Regions from separate parts of the Pan troglodytes genome. Here region 1 is linked to region 2. Evidence: chromatin contacts called from public Hi-C data. All regions are on one chromosome and are shown on one strand. Each heading gives the region's core, a stretch centred on a gene start, on an enhancer-like site or on the middle of the called end of the contact. The rest is flanking DNA. Distances are from core to core; before and after follow the strand shown.

What was found. A called contact is a pair of places that touch in the nucleus more often than the background predicts.
Region 1: a Hi-C map of stem cell-derived neural progenitor cells shows a contact between it and region 2, with 2.6 times the contacts expected there. The contact joins the promoter of GOLM2 here to the enhancer-like site in region 2. A contact is called at or near these places in 1 of 7 Hi-C or Micro-C datasets (stem cell-derived neural progenitor cells) and 1 of 1 datasets of contacts at active chromatin or transcription factors (stem cell-derived excitatory neurons).

Annotation. Positions count from the first base shown.
Region 1 is chr16:36,263,841-36,267,995 of NHGRI_mPanTro3-v2.0_pri, forward strand. It overlaps GOLM2 (golgi membrane protein 2), which reads left to right and starts at 2,435. Exons shown (of 10, transcript XM_009428964.5): 1 at 2,435-3,984. The coding sequence starts at 3,658.
Region 2 is chr16:35,879,211-35,883,300 of NHGRI_mPanTro3-v2.0_pri, forward strand. It overlaps FRMD5 (FERM domain containing 5), which reads right to left. Exons shown (of 16, transcript XM_063794901.1): 7 at 523-610. Among named protein-coding and RNA genes, the nearest start is that of MFAP1, 79 kb to the left of the region's middle. Within about 2 kb of position 2,336, at least 5 of the 24 cell types and tissues checked have an H3K27ac peak or open chromatin away from gene starts, as enhancers often do. A contact at or near this core is called in stem cell-derived neural progenitor cells, where this site is marked.

The sequences.
Region 1 (4,155 bases), core at 1,185-3,684, 380 kb after region 2:
CAGCACTTTGGGAGGCCCAGGCAGCAGGATTACCTGAACTCAGGAGTTCAGAATCAGCCTGGGCAACATGGCAAAACCCTGTCTGTACAAAAAATACAAAAATTAGCTGCACGTGGGGCGGGCACCTGTAGTCCTAGCTACTTCCGGGATCGAGGCCGGAGGATCACTTGAGCTGGGGAGGTCAAGACTGCAGTGAGCTGAGATCCGAAATCGAGCCACTGCACTCCAGCCTGGGTGACAGGGCAAGACCCCATCTTTTAAAAAACAAAATAAAACAAACAAAAAAACCACAAGAAACATTATTTATCTATGATTACACTGCCTTTACAGTTATATCATATTTATGTCTATACTTGATAACATATTCTAAAAGACAGGAATGGACTTTTTAAAAATAATTTTTTAGCAGCTTTAGATCTACAGAAAAATTGTGAAAATAGTAGAGTTCCCATATATCCCACACCGTTTCCCCTGCATTAGTATGGTGCATTTGTCACAATTAATGAATCAGTACTGATATATTATTATTAACTAACATCCATACTTTATTCAGATTTCCTTAGTTTTTACCTAATGTCCTTTTCGTGTTCCAGGATCCCAACCAGGATACATTTAATCATCATGTCTCCTTAAGCTTCTCTTGGCCATGAAAGATTTTCCAATTTTCCTTGTTTTTGATGACCTTGACAAGTTTGACGAATACTGGTCAAGTATTTTTTAAAATGTCCTTCCACTGAGATTTGTCTGATGTTTTTCTCATGAGTAGACTAGGGTTATGAGTCTTTGTGAAGAAGACCACACAGAGTGCTACAATCATCATATTGTATCACCAATACATACTATCGACAGGACATCACTGTTGATGTTAACTTTGATTACCTGGTTTAAGGAATTGACTTTTACCTTAATTTGTTTAATGTCTAACTCAGAACTACATATGGGAGGGCACTTAAACACTGTCTTAATATCTGGTTTGTATTCAGTAGGAGGAACAGCTTGATGAGACAACCATCAAAATGGAAAAAAAAATCTTCTGGGGAAGAGTGGAAAGAGGATTGGTCATCTCGGCCATTTACTACATAATTGACTTTCGGCAAGTTACCTCTGCACCTGTGAAATGGAATAATGGTACCCAATAGTTCTATTAAACATCTGTTGAGGAAATGTATGTGTATGTGTTTTGTACAACATTTATACTTTTAGATTTGCCTATGTAAAAATGAAAACACTCGTGGGAACAGTAAATCTTAAGTAGTTAACATAACTTTATAGAATAATTTTTTTTTCTTTTCAGACGGAGTCTCACTCTGTTGCCCAAGGTGGGGTGCAATGGCACGATCTCGGCTCACTGCAACCTCTGCCTCACCGATTCAAGTGATTCTCCTGCCTCAGCCTCCCGAGTAGCTGGGGCTACAGGGGTGAGCCACCGCGCCCGGCCTAGAATAATTTTCGATTGCTGGTTGAGCAGAGCAAGGCCAATATGAGTTGACGAAAGCAGAGATGGAAAGGCTCTTTATAGTTAATGATTTCTCATTTTTGCTTTGCTTCCTTTTGCCAAAGTCGGCTTGTCATCTGAGAGTGGAGAGGATTTGTTAGATCTTATGAAGCCAGAGCTCACTTCTGATGTGAACCAAGTATTAATAATTTTGGTGGTGGTTTTCTGTACTGCATCTGAGAGAGTAATCATTGTTCTTTGAAGATGCAATAATTCTACGCTACTACGGGACTTAGGGAAATAATTTTTGAGGATAGGAAGCACAGAATAATCATTCAAAGATGACAAGTCTTCCTGCCTCAAAATCATATCACTCTGATTCGAATAAAAAATACCAAGGTTTTTCCTTCTTGAGGTTTTATACTCATGGAAGTTCTTCAACCTGAGGTCTGAAAAATAAGGCAACCCCATCCTCTCCTTAAACAGGTTACAGCCAGTACCTTTTTATTTTTCTACGCACGGACAAAATAATTATGCAAAAAAACCCAAAAGAGGCAGGTTTTTTTTTTTTTGCACTACTGAAATTCACACTTAACATATAAACAGTCTGCTATATGCAGACAGCAATGGTGTTTAGAGTTCAATGATCTGGATTCAAGCCTATTTAAAACCAGATAAGAGAAAGTTCCCAAACATCTATGTGTCTTGGATTCTTCATCTGTAAAATTGCGTTGTTGAGAAGATAATATGAGACTAGGCGCGCAAAACAATTTGTTAGAGCTATTATTTCTAACCCAGAATGTGTTCGCTGGCAGTAACAGTGCATTAGTTACGATTCATCGAGGGCAGCTTCTGGACTTTCTGTTTGGAAGCCCAGCTGAGGCAAAAGCAGCAGTGCGTTTAAAAATTGGAGCTCGCCACATTCTGAAATTCTTTCGGTTCGTGAAAGCAGTAACCTAGGAAACGAGACTGGCACCACCCCTTTCAGTCCTAAAGCTTGGTTTCTCCCGCTTTTCTCCATTATGTTTAGGGCATCGCTATTTTACGGTCTTTTTGTTTTTTCTTTCCACATCATTAGCACAAAAGAGAAATTCCCCTTCTACAGAAGCAAGTACAAAACCTTTCTAGTCGCCCCTTTTTGGCAGCAGCTCACCTACTATTTTTTTCTATTCCGCGGTCGCAGCCCCAGACGTCCTCAAAGACAAATATTTTCGCGAGGGCCAGTGTAGGGCAGGAACTCCCTAGGCCTTGAATCAAGGGAATCCAGTAGATAACAACAGAAAGGACTCCGACCCAGGTACCTGAGACATCTGAGACCGCCAAAATTAACACAACACCCTACGCGACAGAGAAAACTCTGGGCGGGGAGAGAGAGAGAGCGCGAGCGAGAGAGAGAGAGCAAGCGAGAGAGAGAGAGCGAGAGCGAGCGAGCGAGAGAGAACCCGGAGACAGAGACGAGAGAGAGAGAGAGAGAGCGCGAGCGAGAGAGAGAGAGAGAGAGAGCAAGCGAGAGAGAGAGAGCGAGAGCGAGCGAGCGAGAGAGAACCCGGAGACAGAGACGAGAGAGAGCGAGAGCGAGCGAGCGAGAGAGAACCCGGAGACAGAGACGAGAGAGAGAGAGAGAGAGAGAGAGCGAGAGCGAGAGCGAGCGAGCGAGCGAGAGAGAACCCGGAGACAGAGACGAGAGAGAGAGAGAGAGAGGAGAGAGAGAGAGAGAGAGAGAGAGAGAGAGAGAAAGAGAGAGAGAGAGAGAGAGAGAGAAAGAGAGAGAGAGAGAGAGAGAGACGAGAGGAAGCAACGTTCTCGCGACAAGAGGGGTGTCGACGGAAACTCGGAAATGGTCCCCTAGACGACCAGGCCCCAGCTAGTGGGTGGGGCCAGGGTACATCCGCCCCTTTCCGGTTTTTTTTCCCCGCCTCCCAACCGTGAGGTGTTGGGTTTGGGGGACGCTGGCAGCTGGGTTCTCCCGGTTCCCTTGGGCAGGTGCAGGGTCGGGTTCAAAGCCTCCGGAACGCGTTTTGGCCTGATTTGAGGAGGGGGGCGGGGAGGGACCTGCGGCTTGCGGCCCCGCCCCCTTCTCCGGCTCGCAGCCGACCGATAAGCCCGCCTCCTCCCTCGGCCGGTCCTGGGGCCGTGTCCGCCGGGCAACTCCAGCCGAGGCCTGGGCTTCTGCCTGCAGGTGTCTGCGGCGAGGCCCCTAGGGTACAGCCCGATTTGGCCCCATGGTGGGTTTCGGGGCCAACCGGCGGGCTGGCCGCCTGCCCTCTCTCGTGCTGGTGGTGCTGCTGGTGGTGATCGTCGTCCTCGCCTTCAACTACTGGAGCATCTCCTCCCGCCACGTCCTGCTTCAGGAGGAGGTGGCCGAGCTGCAGGGCCAGGTCCAGCGCACCGAAGTGGCCCGCGGGCGGCTGGAAAAGCGCAATTCGGACCTCTTGCTGTTGGTGGACACGCACAAGAAACAGATCGACCAGAAGGAGGCCGACTACGGCCGCCTCAGCAGCCGGCTGCAGGCCAGAGAGGGCCTCGGGAAGAGATGCGAGGATGACAAGGTAAGGACGACCCCTTTCTCTTCAACCCCCATGGTTTCTTTTCTCTCCGGGGTCTGGGGCGGGATGTTAATCCGCTAGCTGTTGTCTTATCCCTTCCAGTATTTCAGTCCTGAAGGCTCCTTTCACCCCCAACAACCCTGTTTCTGTCAGACTTTTCCCAGTTTATCAGTG
Region 2 (4,090 bases), core at 1,086-3,585:
GATGTGCGTGAGTAATTACAGAGGTTTTCTCTGGGCAGCCTCCCCGGCTGGTTCTCGTCTATCCCTCACAGGCGCATAATGGCATTAAATGTGACTCCACTGCAGTTCCGTGCAGTGACTTATGCCACTGCAGTCAATAAAACCCACTCTCGGAAAGAAACTAGATTACAGGTCAGGAAAGGGTGGGCAGGCGCTGAGCCGCCTCTGATCGTTCTCTGTGGGGGGCCTTCCATATCCCTCCTCTCTTCATTTCTACCAAATTACCCATTGCGGGGCCCTAGCTTTGGATTTGTTATTTAGATTGACTTTGCCTCGGTTCCTCTGACATTGATGTGGCACCACAAAATTATGTAGCATGGGATCCAGAGGAGTTTTCAAAGCAGGCATTTTCTCTGATATCTCACTGAAAGTGCCAGCCATGTAAACGTTGAAGGGGGCCTCTGAGTGCAGGCATGGGGGCTCTTGCTCCTGATGCCTTCTAGAGGAGGAAAGGTCATGCAGTCTCCAACCAGGGGGTCTTACCTTACATGGGTGAGGATCCACTCCATATGTTTCCAATGTCTGTGCTTTTCTTAAGAAGTTCAGCTCTGATGTTGCTGGTGTTTGACCACTGGAATAAAGAAGATGAGATGATTTCAAGGTGTCTTGTTCCCACAGGTTCCCCTGAGGTAAACTCTCTATGAAGATGTGCTTAGGATGAGCCACACATCTCAATTTGTCTAGGGTGTGCTCCCTGCTTGGTTCTAGGACCAACTTCATAGACTCCTGCTAGAGTCTCTGACTGTCTTCAAACGTTTTCAGAGTGAGGCAGGCTACATAATGAATTACTTGGGCTGAGTGTAAACAATGGGGAGTGGTGGGGACTGTGGCAGCACCACCTTAACTCTGAGATTCTCATCACTGAGAATGCAGGGCCCACTACTTGGGAGGCTGAGGTGGGAGGTGGGAGGATTGCTTGAGCCCAGGAGTGCGAGGTTTCAGTGAGCTATGGTCACAGCCCTACACTCCACCCTGAGTGACAGAATGAGACCCTGTCTCAAAAAAAAAAAAAAAAAAAGAATGCAAGGCTTAGCTAGATATTGTGATTTTAAAAGAAAAGTCAGAGATACTGATTTTTATGTGGTATTTCACAATTTAAAATACTATGGGGTAAAACAAAATACATCTGTAGGCTGGAGGCAGGTCATAGGCTTCTCATATGTGATCTGTTCTAGACTGAAATATAAAGAAGGGGCTCATATAGCTTGCTGGTGCCACCCAGCCCTCTTCCTTTGCCAAAAGGAAACACAGGAAATTAGGGTGAGGAGAGGCAGGAGACAGTGCTGAGCTCCCATGCTCCACAACAGCTGTCTGCCCATAGGGTGATGACCAGGAAAACGAAAGATGCTGAAAAAGGCAGAGATCAGCTCCGGCTCCAGGCCATCTGAAGGGGCCTTTGGCATCACCCCTTCCCACTGCCTCTTTAGCAGGTGTGTTGATGGGCTCATTGCAGACCCAGTGGCAGAATAACCATCAGGCTCTTGCCTGGGTCCAGAGCCCTGCAAAGCAGATACACTTCTATAGCTACAGGTTTGGCTTCAGTGAGGAGGGGTGGGCAGCTTGTGAAGTCAACATCTCTGATGGCTGGTGGACAGGACTGCACGTTGCTCGTTTCTAAGCTTATCATTTGCCTCAGGTGATATGGCCAGGCAGGAAGATAAGCTGACCCCAGGCCAGATTCCCCCTAGTGTCCCTCTGGAGAGGCATTAGTCAGGCAGCACCTTTATGTGCCAGCCTCTGTGCTACTTGCTGGAAAATATATGAAGAAACACAGTATACAGTCTGTGCTCTCAAAAGCCCATATCACAGTTGCATAAAGGAAGCATGGACGTATTTTTACATTATGAAGACGAGGCAGGACCTGTGGAAAAAGTACCTGTGGAAGGGGGTATTACTGTGAATAAAGACTTCTGCATCCACTAGTGTACCTGAGGCACAGGGAAGGTAAGTTAGGAAAATATCTGTGTGGCAAGCAAAGGGCTGGCTAGAGCACAGCTTCCCTTTCCAGGGAGTGTCCTCTGTCTGCAGGGGGAGTGGGCCCTGTGGGCTCCATTTACCCTTGGAGTTGGCCCAAACCTCCAGGGTCCTCAAAGCGGGCATCATTTCCTGGGGGATCCCCTGCTTTGAACTAGGTTTCTGGAGGGCTGTCCCTACTATTCTGATGTCTCCTAAAGCCCTCCAGGCAGTTCCAGCACATCCCTGATCTCTTTGAAGGAACCATGAGGCCCCTGCCCCCAACACCACAGGCCCGTGTTTATTCTGATTTTTACCACAAGGGGTCGCTATTCCCTAACAGAGTGACTTGAGGAGCCATGGGGTCCTGCACCTGGGAAGGCACACCCAGGGAGAGGGGCGGGAAGCATCTAAGATTCCATTTGTTCGGTGTCGCCATTCCGCTGGGAGGGTCAGGAACCCCTCCTGCCACAAAGCATGGGCAGAGGGGTCTGTTTACAAAGGCTAAGGAGGCTTTGGGTTATATTTGTTGGTAAAATCATTGAGTGAAGGGTTTCTGGGGGGCCTGTGGTTGGGGAAGGAACAAGTTGAAGCTTAGTATTAGCATTAGAAATATCCAGCTCTGCTCCCTGTTGCCAGGCATAGTCTTTCCTCGGAACAGTAGATACACAAACCTTTTAAAATATTTTTTTAAAGCTGTAATGTATTATAATGACAACATAACTTTTTTGTATTTTTAATTTTTTGAGACAGGGTCTCGCTCTGTGGCCCAGGCTGGCATGCAGTGGTGCAATTCCAGCTCACTGCAACCTCCACCTCCCGGGTTCAAGTAATTCTCATGCCTCAGACTCCTGAGTAGCTGGGATACAAGCGTGTGCCACCACATCTGGCTTTTTTATTTATTTACTTTCATTTTTAGTAGAGACAGGGTTTTCGCCATGTTGCCCAGGCTGGTCTCGAACTTCTGACCTCAGGTGATCTGCCCTCCTCCGCCTCCCAAAGTGCTGGGATTACAGGTGTGAGCCACTGCGCTTGGCCAACACTGCATTCTATATCCCTTTTTTCCTCATAGTTTGTCAGTTTGGGGAATCTGTGCCGTAACCAAATGGAGCCCAAACACCCTATTGTTGCTTTTTAAAATCAGGCTTTGTAGAAAATCCTACTTCATGTGGGTGAAAGGCTGCATTAATGCTGTTTTATGGTATTCAGCATATTCTGGGCAAAGTAAGAGAAGCTGAGAAAGATGAGGCTCCAAACTTGAAGCCACGTCTCCTCCACTTCTCTCTGTGCAAAGTCGGGGACTCCAGGTAGGGTATGGGGGGGCCTGAGTTAGGCGGGGCTGAGGACATACTTCTGAACCAGAGTGCTCCCAAGGCACCCTCAGCATTTATGAATCAGCCCTGCGCACTCCATCCTCCACTGAGAAGCCACCTGTCACACCGTCACAGACTAAGAGCAGAAGCCTGCCCTTTTTCACATCCTCACTCAACCTCTCCTTTTTTTTTTTTTTTTTTTTTTTTTTTTTGAGATGGAGTCTCGCTCTGTCACCCAGGCTAGAATGCAATGGCGCAACCTCAGCTCACTGCAACCTCTGCCTCCTGGGTTCAAGCGATTCTCCCGCCTCAGCCTCCGGAGTAGTTGGGATTACAGGCACCTGCCATCATGCCTGGCTAATTTTTGTATTTTTAATAGAGATGGGTTTTCACCATGTTGGCCAGGCTGGTCTTGAACTCCTGGCCTCAGGTGATCCATCTGCCTCGACCTCCCAAAGTGCTGGGATTACAGCCGTAAGCCACCGCGCCTGGCCTTTTTCTTTCATCTTTTTTATCTTATGCAATTTCCTTTATCTTTTCCTTTTCCCCAGTTCATGCTTTCCTCTGTATCTTCATTAAATATCATAGTGAGGCAGATGCCTTTCAAAGGCCAATCCCTCTCTGTTTCCCCTATAACACAACTTCTCCCTTGTCTTTAAGCTTCAGGCTAAATCGCTTTTCTTGGAGAGGGAGCCTACAGGGCTTGTGGCTGTGACTTGTGCTGTCAGTGTATCACTGACAATGGTACATCCGCGGTCAGGAAGGCTGGGGAGCATCACTCTGTG